Regions from separate parts of the Oryctolagus cuniculus genome. Here region 2 is linked to region 1. A link is a contact called in public Hi-C data. All regions are on one chromosome and are shown on one strand. Each heading gives the region's core, a stretch centred on a gene start, on an enhancer-like site or on the middle of the called end of the contact. The rest is flanking DNA. Distances are from core to core; before and after follow the strand shown. Region 1 holds the start of NXN (nucleoredoxin). Region 2 overlaps NXN (nucleoredoxin).

What was found. A called contact is a pair of places that touch in the nucleus more often than the background predicts.
Region 2: a Hi-C map of skin fibroblasts shows a contact between it and region 1, with 10 times the contacts expected there. The contact joins the enhancer-like site here to the promoter of NXN in region 1. A contact is called at or near these places in 2 of 6 Hi-C or Micro-C datasets (skin fibroblasts and an unstated tissue).

What each region holds. Positions count from the first base shown.
Region 1 is chr17:46,240,463-46,246,475 of mOryCun1.1, reverse strand. It overlaps NXN (nucleoredoxin), which reads right to left and starts at 2,254. Exons shown (of 8, transcript XM_002718895.4): 1 at 1,752-2,254. The coding sequence starts at 2,117.
Region 2 is chr17:46,395,655-46,401,323 of mOryCun1.1, reverse strand. NXN (nucleoredoxin) reads right to left here. Exons shown (of 8, transcript XM_002718895.4): 6 at 317-496. Among named protein-coding and RNA genes, the nearest start is that of MRM3, 22 kb to the left of the region's middle. Within about 2 kb of position 3,938, at least 1 of the 8 cell types and tissues checked has an H3K27ac peak or open chromatin away from gene starts, as enhancers often do.

The DNA of each region.
Region 1 (6,013 bases), core at 1,005-3,504:
GCACAGAGAAGCAGGCATGTGCTACTTGTATCGAATATTTCTCTTTTTCAGAAAAAGCTTTTTTTTTTCCTTTTTTTTAAACATTTGCAAAACATCTCAATTTGTTCCATATTCTAACTATTCAGCCAATTCATTCCCCTTCTGTACAAAACACAATAGGCCTTAGGCTGCAACATTTTACCATCGTTGTATGTTTTCAAAAGCTAGAAATTATTTGCATTGCCCAGTAAGAACATCATTTTAAACAGATTTTGGCCACAACAGAAACTCGCCATTACATTGAAAAAAATTTTTTTTCTATACTCAAAAGGATCATAAAACAACCACCACATAAAATTTGCATATTTGGAAACAGAAAGTACTAGCCATGTATATTCATAGCCTATCACACGTATAAATCAAACATGGGTAGAATAATCTAAGAAGTGGTGAAAATGCCAAGTCCTGCCTCTGTGTGGTTAGGGAACCCATGTTCTTCCCACGTTAAATACACAAACTCTATCTGTTCCACTGTATTTCATACTTTAAATCCCAATTCGGTAACTTTCCCCGCTTAGGGATGGATGATTTACTCGAGACATTTGGGGTCCCAGCATAAGCCTTTTGCTCTCACTAAATCTAAATCATGCTTCCCTACAAGATCCACACACGTAAAAGAAACACATGGCATGCGTTACCATCCTCCCCAGAGGAAGCTAAACGCCCGAGCAGCCCTTCTGTCCACTCCATAAACTGAGACCCCCTCAGACACGGAAGGGTCTGGATTCACACCCCTGCCTCGGGCACACTCCTGAAGCAAGCCCGCTCCAAACCCTTTTCTGTTTCTATGCGTGACAAACACCCCTGGGTTTGTTTTATTAAAACAGACATCTTCATCCAACAGACGCACTCAGAAACCCAAACTAATTTCAACAGCAAACCGGGAGGACGGAGAAGTTGACAGCGAAGCATAAATCTCCCCAAATCCCCGTTCCTCCAGTCCTGCTGCCCCTATGGGATCAGCCCAGCAGTTCACGCGAAGTATGCCAAGACAACGGCGGCCCACCGCGAAAGTGAGGGCGGCAAGTGCCTGGGAGCGAGCTGGACAGTCAGACAATGAAAAGCTCCCCGGTGGCCCCTAACTCAGCCGGGGTGGGGATAGCCGCGGGAGGAGGAAGAAGCGAGAGGGAGCGAGCTCCCTCCTCGCCCCGGGCCACCCCCGGCGGCTGCCTGCCCACGGCAGGGTTGGGGGCGGTCTGACCTCGGCCTCGGCCTCCAGGTCCCCAGTCACAAGGGGAGGGCCCCCCAGGAAAGCAGATTTCTTTCGGAAAGAAAGGAAACTTCCTGGTTCGAGCATTGTGGGTAGGGGGCTAGCGCCCTCCCCCACCCACTACAGGGATCCGCAGAGAGTCCAGGGGTCGAGAGAGGGGGCCCCTCCCGGCACCTCTCCTGGGGGGGGGGGGGGAGGGGCTGGCGGCGGAGGGCCCCCGGGTCGGAGCCCCCAGCACGGCCGCCCCCTCGGCGAGGGGGACGTGAGCCCGGGCCTGGGGCGGTGGGGGGCCGAGAGGTGTCAAAGTTGGGCAGCGCGGGCGCAACCCGGCCCCGCGCCCCGCGGAGTTGCCGCGGGAGCCCCCAGCCCGCAGGGGTGCGGGGACACGGTGCGGGCGCAGAGAGCAGCAGGCGGGGAGGCGGGCGCCACGCCGGAGGCTGGGGCCCGGCTCCCGGGAGTGCGGCCCGAGGCCGGGGGCGCCGGCGAGGCCCGCGCCGCTCACCTTTCTGTGCTTCTCCTTGTAGGGCAGCGCCAGCCACGGCATGTCCCGCACGAAGTCCTGCCACTGCCTCTGGTCCTGATCTGAGGACACGAAGACGATCTCCAGGCGGCTCCGCGGCTCGGGCTCCGCGGCCGCGCCAGCCCCCGGCCCCGGCCCGGCCCCTGGCCCGGCCGCCGCGTCGCCCCTCAGGCGGCCGTAGAAGGCGGCCAGGCTGGCGCTGAGCTGCGCGCAGGGGGCGCTCAGGCTGCAGCCGAAGTAGAGCCCGAGCAGCGAGATGCCGCGGGCGCCCAGCGAGTGCACGTCCACCTCTTCGCCGCCGCCCGTCACCAGCTTCTCGCCGAGCAGCTCCTCCAGGAAGCCCGACATCCTGGCCCACCGCAGCCCGGGCACGCGGGCGGCAGGCGGCGGCGATCGCGCTCCCTCAGTCCGCGCGGCGGGCGGAGGCGGCGGCGGCAGCAGCGGCGGCGGCGGCAGCGGCGGGCGCGAGGGAACGCAGAGCCCCGCCCCCTTGGGCCCGCCCACGCCACGCCCCCTCCGCGGCCGGCCCGGGGCCGCGGTCCCCGGGGCAGGGTCCGCCGCAGCTGGCTCTGGGGCGGCCGGCCGGGCTCCCTCCTTCAGGCCGAAGTGCGCGCGGAAGCCGCCCCGAGTACAGACCTGACGGGAAAGGCTCCCCTCTGACAGGAATGCCCGGGACCTGAGCGATGAAAGGACCTGGACTTGGCCGTCTTTTCCCCACGTCTACGCTCCCTTCCCCGGCCCTAAATTCAGGCCCACCACCACCACACTTCTCCAAGGATTCCCCCCAGCCCCGCACTCGAGTTCTGCACCCTTTCTCCTAGCTCCTTTCCCTCCGCTCCCCAGCCCAAAGCCTGAGGCCCCACTGAATATCCCCCCACACACACACACATCTCTCTCTCTCTCTCTCTCTCTCTCTCGTTGCTGATCAGGCTGGGTCATACTGCCTGTGCATGTATGTCTTGTGCTCTCTGTTGTACGTGGATTGGAGGATGCCACATCTTGCACTAGGGTACTTCAAAAAGTTCGTGGAAACTGAAAAAATAAGTTTATTTTGGTGCAAAAATGTTGGGAATCCAGGCATAGCTGGGGTCTTCCAAAGCTTCCCGGGGGGGGGGGGTGTTTATCCTAGAAGGTAAGACCCCAGCTTCCCACACCGGAGTACCTGGGATCCATACTCAGCTCCAGTCCAGATTCCATCTTCCTGCTCAGGCAAAGCCTGGGAGGCAGCAGTGATGGCTCCAGTAACTGGGTCCTTGCCACCTCGTGGAACAGCTCAGTTAAGCTCCTGGCTCCCACGGGGCATCTGGAGAGTGAACCAGCAGATGGGCGCTCTCTCGGTCTCTCCAATCAACAAAACTTGTTTTAACTGCATGGAAAAATGTGTGTTATGAAAAAACTAGGCATGGATTTCCAAAGAATTTTGTACCGAAATAACTTTATTCACTTTAATTAATTCCGTTTCCCCATGAACTTTTGGAAGCGCCCTCCTGTTCGCTGTGGGTCTTTTAACAGGGTGCTGGGCACAGCAGGGGCAGAATCCGGACCGTCTGTGGGTTGCTCGCGGGTAGCCATGTAGGATTTCAGCGGCTTGCTCCCGCCCCCCAGGGACTCTCTTCCATCTCCACAAACGGGGCCGGCAGATGCTGTGGCACCTCTAACTCGGGGCTGGCTGCTCTCCTAACTCAGCTCCAATGCTGCTATCAAGTTTGTAGGTAGCTGAGAAAAATTCTAGGGAAGTGTGTGTGTGCGCGCCAGCTGGCAAAACGCGCCCGGCGCTTAGGGAGAACCCCGACTGAACAGGTGGTCTGTGGCACGTCTTCGCCCCTCCCCCACAGACACTCAAAAAGCTGAACACAACGCCCACCCAAAGTCGGTGTGGATCAGCTCAGATACCAACACCGGGTGAAAGCAAAAACAAATAAAAACCGAGTCCCCATCAGTGCTTGGGAAGGTATTTCTTGGGCATCTACTGCCATCTAAAGGAAGGAGTGAGGGAGAAAACCAGGCCTACCAGAGCCCAGCCTGAGAGCAAATGCCGGCCCTGGTGGAGCCAGGCACAAACAACAGCTCTCCCCACACAAACATACGTCCCAGGCTCCTTTCTGCCTGTAAGTTGGCATAAAGGTAAACACTCGTGGTCCCGGCGCTGTGGCATAGTGGGTTAAGCCATTGCCTGCGGTGCTGGCATCCCACATGGGCACTGGTTCAAGACCTGGCTGTTCCACTTCCGGTCCAGCTCTCTGCTATGGCCTGGGAAAGCAGTAGAAGATGGCCCAAGTCCTTGGGCCCCTGCACCCGCATGGGAGACTGGAAGAAGCTCCTGGCTCCTGGCTTCAGATTGGCGCAGCTCCCGCCTTGTGGCCATTTGGGGAGTGAACCAGCGGATGGAAAATATCCCTCTCTTTCAGCCTCTCCTCTCTCTATGTAACTCCTTCAAATAAATAAATAAATCTTTTTTTAAAAAAGGTGAACACTCGTGCCTAAGGTTTTTCACTTTTCTAGGGTGGAACAAGGACTCGCACAGCTTTGCAGCTCAGGGAAATGTTACCACATAGACCGAGGAAAGACACGGAAATGGGAGCCAACAGTGGCCAGGCCATCTCTGCACATGATATCCACTTTCCTAGTACCTCATTACCCAGCTCGTTTCACCAGTAGTATTTGACTGGGGACTGTTTAAAAAAAAAAAAAAGCTATTTTTTTAATTTAGAGACAGAGAAATCTCCAAATGACTGATTTCACACCCCACATGTCCACAACAGCATGGGCTTCACCAGGCTGAAGCCAGGAGACATGAACTTGGTCTGGGTCTCCCAGGTGGGTGGCAGGGACCCAAGTACTCGAGCCGTCACCAGCTGCCCCCCAGGGTGCACATGAGCAGGAAGCAGGAACTGGGAGCAGAGCCAGGCCATGAACCCAGGCACTCTGACATAGGATGCGGGCATCCTCAGTGGCAGCTTAACCACCATGCCAAATGCCTACTTTACAGCAAGGTCAAATTCCATGTTAAATTTTGAGAATGTCATGTCAAAATTCTGTGCCACTCACAGACAGTATTATAAAGCACGCAGAAAGTATCCCTTTTTAGTGAAATCATCTTAATATCTTTTACTTATTTTTCTTTTTAAAATTATTTATTTTTATTTGAAAGGCAGAGAGAAAGAGAGAGAGAGAGAGAGAGAGAGAGAGAGAGAGAACTTTTATTCAATGGTTCACTCCCCAGAGCCCGCAACAGCCAGGGCTAGGTGTGGCTGAAGGCATGAGACAGGAACTGAATCCAGGTCTCCCCCACAGGTGGCCCGGGCCCATTACTTCAGCCATCACCTCTGCTTCCCAGGCTATGCATTAGCAGGAAGCCAGCAGCTGGGGTTGGGAGTAGAGCCAGGACGATGCACTACTGCTTTCTAAGTGCTACATAAAAAGTGTGCATACAGGCACTGCTGACAGCATGTTAGACAGGTGGATCCCTGTATTCTGACACTCTCAAATGAACAGTAAAGAAATTTAAAAGGGGGTGGGCTTTCAGCCTGGTGCTTGAGATGCTCACATCCAATTGCAGAGTACGTGGGTTCCACATTCAGCTCCAGCTCCTGAGTTGCAGCCATTTGGGGGCTGAACCAGTAGCTGGGAGCGCTCTCTCTCTCTCTCTCTCTCCCCTCTTTTTCATAAAGAATGTATGTAAGTATATGTATCCTATGGAAGCCACAGGACATGGGATGTAGTGTGGAGGTGGGTGAAGAGGGAGCATGGTGACTGCACACTTGGGAAAATAGTGACCTCGTTATTAGAGTACTTACCTTGGGGATGCTGGGTGCAAGTCTGACATAAAGAGGCGGTGTGTTCAGCATTTCACTTATTGGAGTGTGTCCAAACTAGCATCTGGCACCTGGGAAAGTGAGAGTTCGAACATACTGCACATGAAATATAAATAAAACTTAGAGAATTGTTGGTGCAGCAGCCTTGGTTACACGCCAAATGCTGCAGCTGCCTTCTAAAGGGGTGTGGAAAGAGGGATTTGCGATGGAAAGGATTCAAAATCATAATTCTAGTGCGTGTTTGTTGCAAGAAGAAGCCCAACGAGACTCATTCAGCTCCCTGTAAGGAATTAACCAGTGTCCTCTGACTTGTGGGGAGTACTCTCTCTGCGTATGTGGTATAAGAGATGCACTTAAAGAGACTGTCCCTGCTGGTATTTAGCTAGTTACACTTCTGAAAATTATTGTTGTTTTAAAATATGTGCTCAG
Region 2 (5,669 bases), core at 2,689-5,188, 150 kb before region 1:
GGAGCACAGAGGGTCTGCAGAAGCAGCTGGAGTCAGCGTTGGCCCCCTGCGGCTGCTGTGCCTGCAGCCCTGCCTCTTTCCACCAAGGGCTCTGGTCCTGTTGGGGCTGAGGACATCCTCCAGGCTGACCTGTTCTGCCCAGCAGGCAGCCGCGGTGCAGCTCCCCGGACACCTCCCGCCCCGGCAAAGCCATGAATAAATCACTGGGGTCAGAAGCAAGGCTGGGGGGAGAGACAAGGGCCCAGGCAGTGCTGCCAGGGACAGGCACCAGCCACGTGAGGGCCACCCTGACTGGGGTCCCCAGTGAGTGCCATACCTACGAAAAGCACGAGGCAGGGGCCCTCGTTGAGCTGCACGGCGTTGGAGTCCGAGAGCTCCAGCACGGGCTTCGGGTGCCACGGGAACTCCCTGCAGTCCTCGTCGTTGAGCACCTCCACGCGCCCCTGCCGGGTGATCACCTCCCCCTGCGGGTCCAGCACGATGAGGGTGGGGATGCCTGCAAGAGAGAGCGCACCGGCTGGGCCCAGGGCACACACGCAGGCTCCATGTGGGGAACCCAGGCCAGGAAAGCCCCAGGCAGAATCCAGGCTCGGCCACGAAGTGGTTGCATGGAACCTTCCTGTGTGACCCTGATCAAGTCCGTTTGCCTCTCTGGGCCTTGGTGTCCTCAGCTGTCATTCTTCTACCTCCCACGAGGTGAGGGGCAACGGGTAACGCATTAAAGCACTGGGCACAAGGTTTCAGCTCAAGCCGCCCTCTAAGGAGATCCCAGAGACAGAACCATGGCGATATGACACCAGGATCTTGCCATGTTGCGTGCTTGTTAGGGACCCAGCAGCCTCCACACTCCCGACACACTCTCCTGCACCCGTGTGGGAGGCCTGGAAGTAGCTCCTGGCTCCTGGCTTCAGATCAGCTTAGCTCTGGCCATGGCAGTCATTTGGGGAGTCAACCAGCAGATGGAAGACCTCTTTCTCTCTCTAGCTCTGTACCACGATAGTCCCCTCCAACAACACCTTGGCACACACACACACACACGCAGAGGAGATGTGATGGGAGTCCTCACCCAGGCTAGAAGTGGAGCAGGGTGCCACCAGGCAGGAGAGGAGCCTGGGGCCAGGCTGCAGCAGGGGAATTGGGGGAGGATGACAGCTGTCTGCCAGAGAGCCCGCAGCCCAGCCCCCAGCCCAGCCACTGCCTAGAAGATTCCAGTGTCCACTGCTCTGACGGGGACAGTCCTTGGAGGCAGTAGGGCACTGGAGTCCCAGGCTGGAGTAAGAAATGCAGCACAGAGGCCAGCATTGTGGCATGGCCGGGTAAGCCACTGCCTGCGGTGCCGGCATCCCAGATGGGAGCGCCAGTTCAAGTCCCAGCTGCTCCACTTCTGATCCAGCTCCCTGCTAAGGTGCCTGGGGCTCCTGCCACCCACATGGAGATCGGGAGTTCCAGGCTCCTGGCTTCAGCCTGACAAAACCTCAGCTGAGTAGCCACTTAGGGAGTGGACCAGCAGGTGGAAAATCTCTTTCTCTCTGTCTCTTCCTCTGTCATTCTACCTTTCAAATAAAATAAATCTTAAAAAAAAAAAAAGAGCTTGAATTCATGCAGAAGATATTTAAAAAGAGACTATAACAGAGAGAGCAAGCGCGAGAGCAACACAAAGCTTGCCTGTAAACGGCACGTGCCTGAACCATCACACTTAGCGGACTCAGAAGCCCTGCCCCGGCTACAGTGGCCTTTGGGTCTGCCAGCCCCCTGCTCTTCGCCTCCTGCACCCCGCTGCTTCTGCTCCAGCCAGCGCTGACCCCAGCGACTGCAGCCCACTGTGTCTGCCTGGCCCTACCCTCTGGGGCCTCTTGTCTTCACTGGCGGCTGGTGCATTATCCTTGCATTATCCAGACTTGCCTTGTGTAGCCTTCTGGGATAGACCAGAGCTTGAATTCTCTATGAAAGCCAGAGCAATTTAATATTTATAGGTTCCAAAGCAGTCGGTCAGTAATTTGCTCCACTGACATTTCACTTCCCGGTGGGAGGGATGCCAAGGGACTGGGAGCATGGCCTCAGCATTCTGGAGCCTGTGGCGTAGCCGATCCGGTAGGTGTGCCATCAGCCCCGCTGTCACAAGGAATACGCGACCGCTTTAGGCTCACAGCTGTTAGAAGACGTGGCTGGGGGGCCGGCACTGTGGCTCAGTGGGTTAAAGCCCCGCCAGCATCCCACATGGGCGCTGGTTTGAGTCCCGGCTGCTCCACTTCCCATCCAGCTCTCTGCTATGGCCTGGGAAAGCAGTAGAAGATGACCCAAGTGCTTGGGCCCCTGCACCCATGTGGGAGGCCTAGAAGTAGCTCCTGGCTCCTGGCTTCAGATCAGCTCAGCTCTGGCCATGGCAGTCATTTGGGGAGTCAACCAGCAGATGGAAGACCTCTTTCTCTCTCTAGCTCTGTACCACCTTTAGTCCCCTCCAACAACACCTTGGCACAGCTCCTGGAGCAGAGCTGGAAGAGGGTGATGGCAAGCAGGGGGTAACCAGAGCCTACTGTGAGGCCAGACGCAGTAGCAGGCCTGCGGGTGGCCAGCTTCCGCTCCCAAGAAGGGATATCGAAGGCAGAGAAGCCCCTCCCTGCTCGGTGCCTCAGTTTCTCTGAAGGCCCCTCATTACACCACAGCTGCAGCAGAAACTGGGAGAGTGGAGCAAGGACACGGAGCCCCTGCTGATCCACTTTGGAACAGCTCCCCACACCTCCCCTAGAGCTCAGCCACTGCAAGTCCCCTCTTGCTTTTGATGATTTGAGCCCAAGACACAGTGGGTGTTAGACACTGCCTGCTTCCCATATCAGAGCGCATGGGTCTGAGTCCCAGCTCCACTGCTGCCATGCAGCTCCCTGCTAACGCGCACCCTGGGAGGCAGCAGCAGATGACCCGAGAACTTGGGTTTCTGCCATCCATGTGGGAGACCGGAAATGAGCTCCGGGCTTCAGCCTGGCCTATCCTTGGCTGTTGTAGGCATTTCAGGAGGGAACCAAAGATGGAAGATTCTCTCTCTCTCTCCTCTGCCTTTCAAATAAAATGAAAGTAAATGAATACAAAACTCAGAAATAGGATCTCAGGACGATGAGGTACACAGGGGCAGGGGCAGTGCTGGGCATGACTGCATCAATAAAATCGAATCAGTAAAATCAGCGCAGTTAGACCTGGACCCAGGGAAGCCACAGGTGTCTGATACATGGACAGGGTCAGCATCTCTACTGCGTGGTCCAGGCCGCCTCCTCACCACCCGATCCTGGGCTAGCTTGGCCCTAGAGCCTTCCCCAAGTCAGGGACCAGAGGGCCAGGAAAAGGGAACTCCCCTGTGCAGCGTGTCTGCTCTGTGCCAGGCACAGCACAGCTGCGGCCCCAGGTCATCCTCCTAACGGATGCTGTGGGGCACCACTCTCCCCAGCCTGCAGGAGGTAGTCGCCTGCCCAGGGTCCCCCGGCCCGTCGGTGGTCACGCTGGGACAGAAACCCTGGTCTGCCCATTGTAAGAGCTGCTGCTCTTCCCCTCCCTGCCAGGCTGCCGACTCAGCTGGGGACTCGGGTGAACAGGACAGGGCAAGGCCTCCCTTGGCTCAGGCTGTGGGAAGGAGGCTGGGATCATACCACGTCTTCCCTCACCTCCCGTCGGTCCCACTCCCCCGCCCTTGAAGCAGGTCCACGGACGTGGACACTTCTGGAATGCCGCCAACAGGAACCCTACAAGGCACGGCGGGGATTTCCAATAGATGCCTTTAGACACCCCAGCCAGGGGCTCCCTGAAGGGAGTGAAAACGGGGAGCGGCACAGGCTGACCTGAACCTGCCGATCCCAGCTGGGAGGGCCGGGAAGAACGGGCGGAAGGACAGGCCGAGTCCGGGGAAGACCCAGGCAAGCCGCTGGACTTCTCCGAGACTTCTCGCCACGGCTGCCAGGGGATACGGGGACTTTCTCATCGTGTTTGGTTGTTGTGAGGAACAAACAAGACATGTAAAATGTCTTCCACCCAAGTGGCTGCTATCCAGTAAGGCCCCCCCAAGTATCTGCTAGTGCTGTGAACCCGTTTCTGTTTTTTACAAAAGCTTCCCTGAAGCAGCGTGGCTCCTAAGAAGGGCAGACGGGTCCTTGCTCTGGTGAGCGCAGCAGAAACCTCTGAGCCGGGCTGGAAGACATTAGCTCTAGAAACAGAAAACAGGCAACGTCACGGCCACACCGAGAGCTCCAGGAATGCTGACGCCTGCCAAGCCTGCGGCTGGCACTCTCCTCCCCCCACCAGCCCAAGTGTAACTTTTGGGCTTACAGTGTATACCTGGTGTCCCTAGAGCAGGCTCAGCCCCAAGTCCCCTGCCCTGGGGAGGAGGGCGGGACCACAAGCAGCACCTAAAACCCCTTCGCTGTCACCCACAAAGCGCAGACAAAACAGGGCGAGCCCTAAGCACTCTTTCTTCCCAGGAGGAACCCACTTGTGAGCATTTTAAACCATCTGAAAGCTCAGCGTGCCGACTGTTCCATGGCTTAGGTTGCTGGTTTTTCTCCTGCCAAGGAGATGGAGTTTTAAAGGGGAAGGGACTCCGGGGATGGAGATCAGAGCCAGGGAGGGGCCGAGCGCCAGGCAGGGCTGTGACCCAGCTTTTGCGGCATCTGGGTGGCAAGAGGCTCTGAGGGGGCTGGGAAGGCATCACGAAAGACTGCTGGGGCTAGGGGCCGGCACTGTGGCGCAGCGGGTTAAAGCGCCGGCCTGCAGCGCCAGCATCCCATATGGGCACCGGTTTGAGTTCCAGCTGCTGCACTTCCGATCCAGCTCTCTGCTGTGGCCTGGGAAAGCAGTAGAAGTTGGCCCAAGTCCTTGGGCCCCTGCACCCACGTGGGAGACCCGGAGAAAGCTCCTGGCTCCTGGCTTCAGATCAGCTCAGCCCTGGCCATTGCGGTCATCTGGAGAGTGAACCAGCGGATGGAAGACCTCTCTCCCTCTTTCTCTCCCTCTCTCTCTCCCGCCTCTGGCTCTACCTCTCTCTGTAACTGTCTTTCAAATAAATAAATTTTTTTCTTAAGAAGAAAAAAAGACTGCTGGGGCTGAGAGAAAAAAAATGGGAGGAGGAGCAGATTCTGGGACAGGAAGAGCAGGGAGAACATGGTGGCTGGCAGGGCACAAAGTGGGGGTACTTCAAATAGTTCAGGGGAAAACAGGGGCAAAAGACAGGCTTATTTTGGTGCAAAAAAGCTTTTGGAATACATGCATGGTTTTTTTGTTGCCATTTCCATGAACTTCTGGAGGACCCTTCATGTTATTTGTGCAAATGGTTGTACGGGGGCCAGTGCATGATGCGGCGGGTTCAGCTGCCACCTGCGGCGCCAGCATCCCGTATGAGCACGGGTTCAAGTCCAGCTGCTCCACTTCTGACCTAACTCCCTGCTAATGCACGTGGGAAGGCGGTGGAAGATGGCTCCAGTGCTTGGGTCATTGCACCCATATGGGAGACCCAAATTAAGTTCCAGGCTCCTGGCTGCAGCCTGCCCAGCCCTAGCTGTTGCAGCAATTTGGGGAGTGAATCAACAGGTGGAAATTCTCTTTCTCTCACCCCGTCCCCTTCTCTGTAACTCTTTCAAATAAATAAAATAAATCAAAAAAAAAAAAAAAAAAGAAAGAAAAGAAAAGAAAAG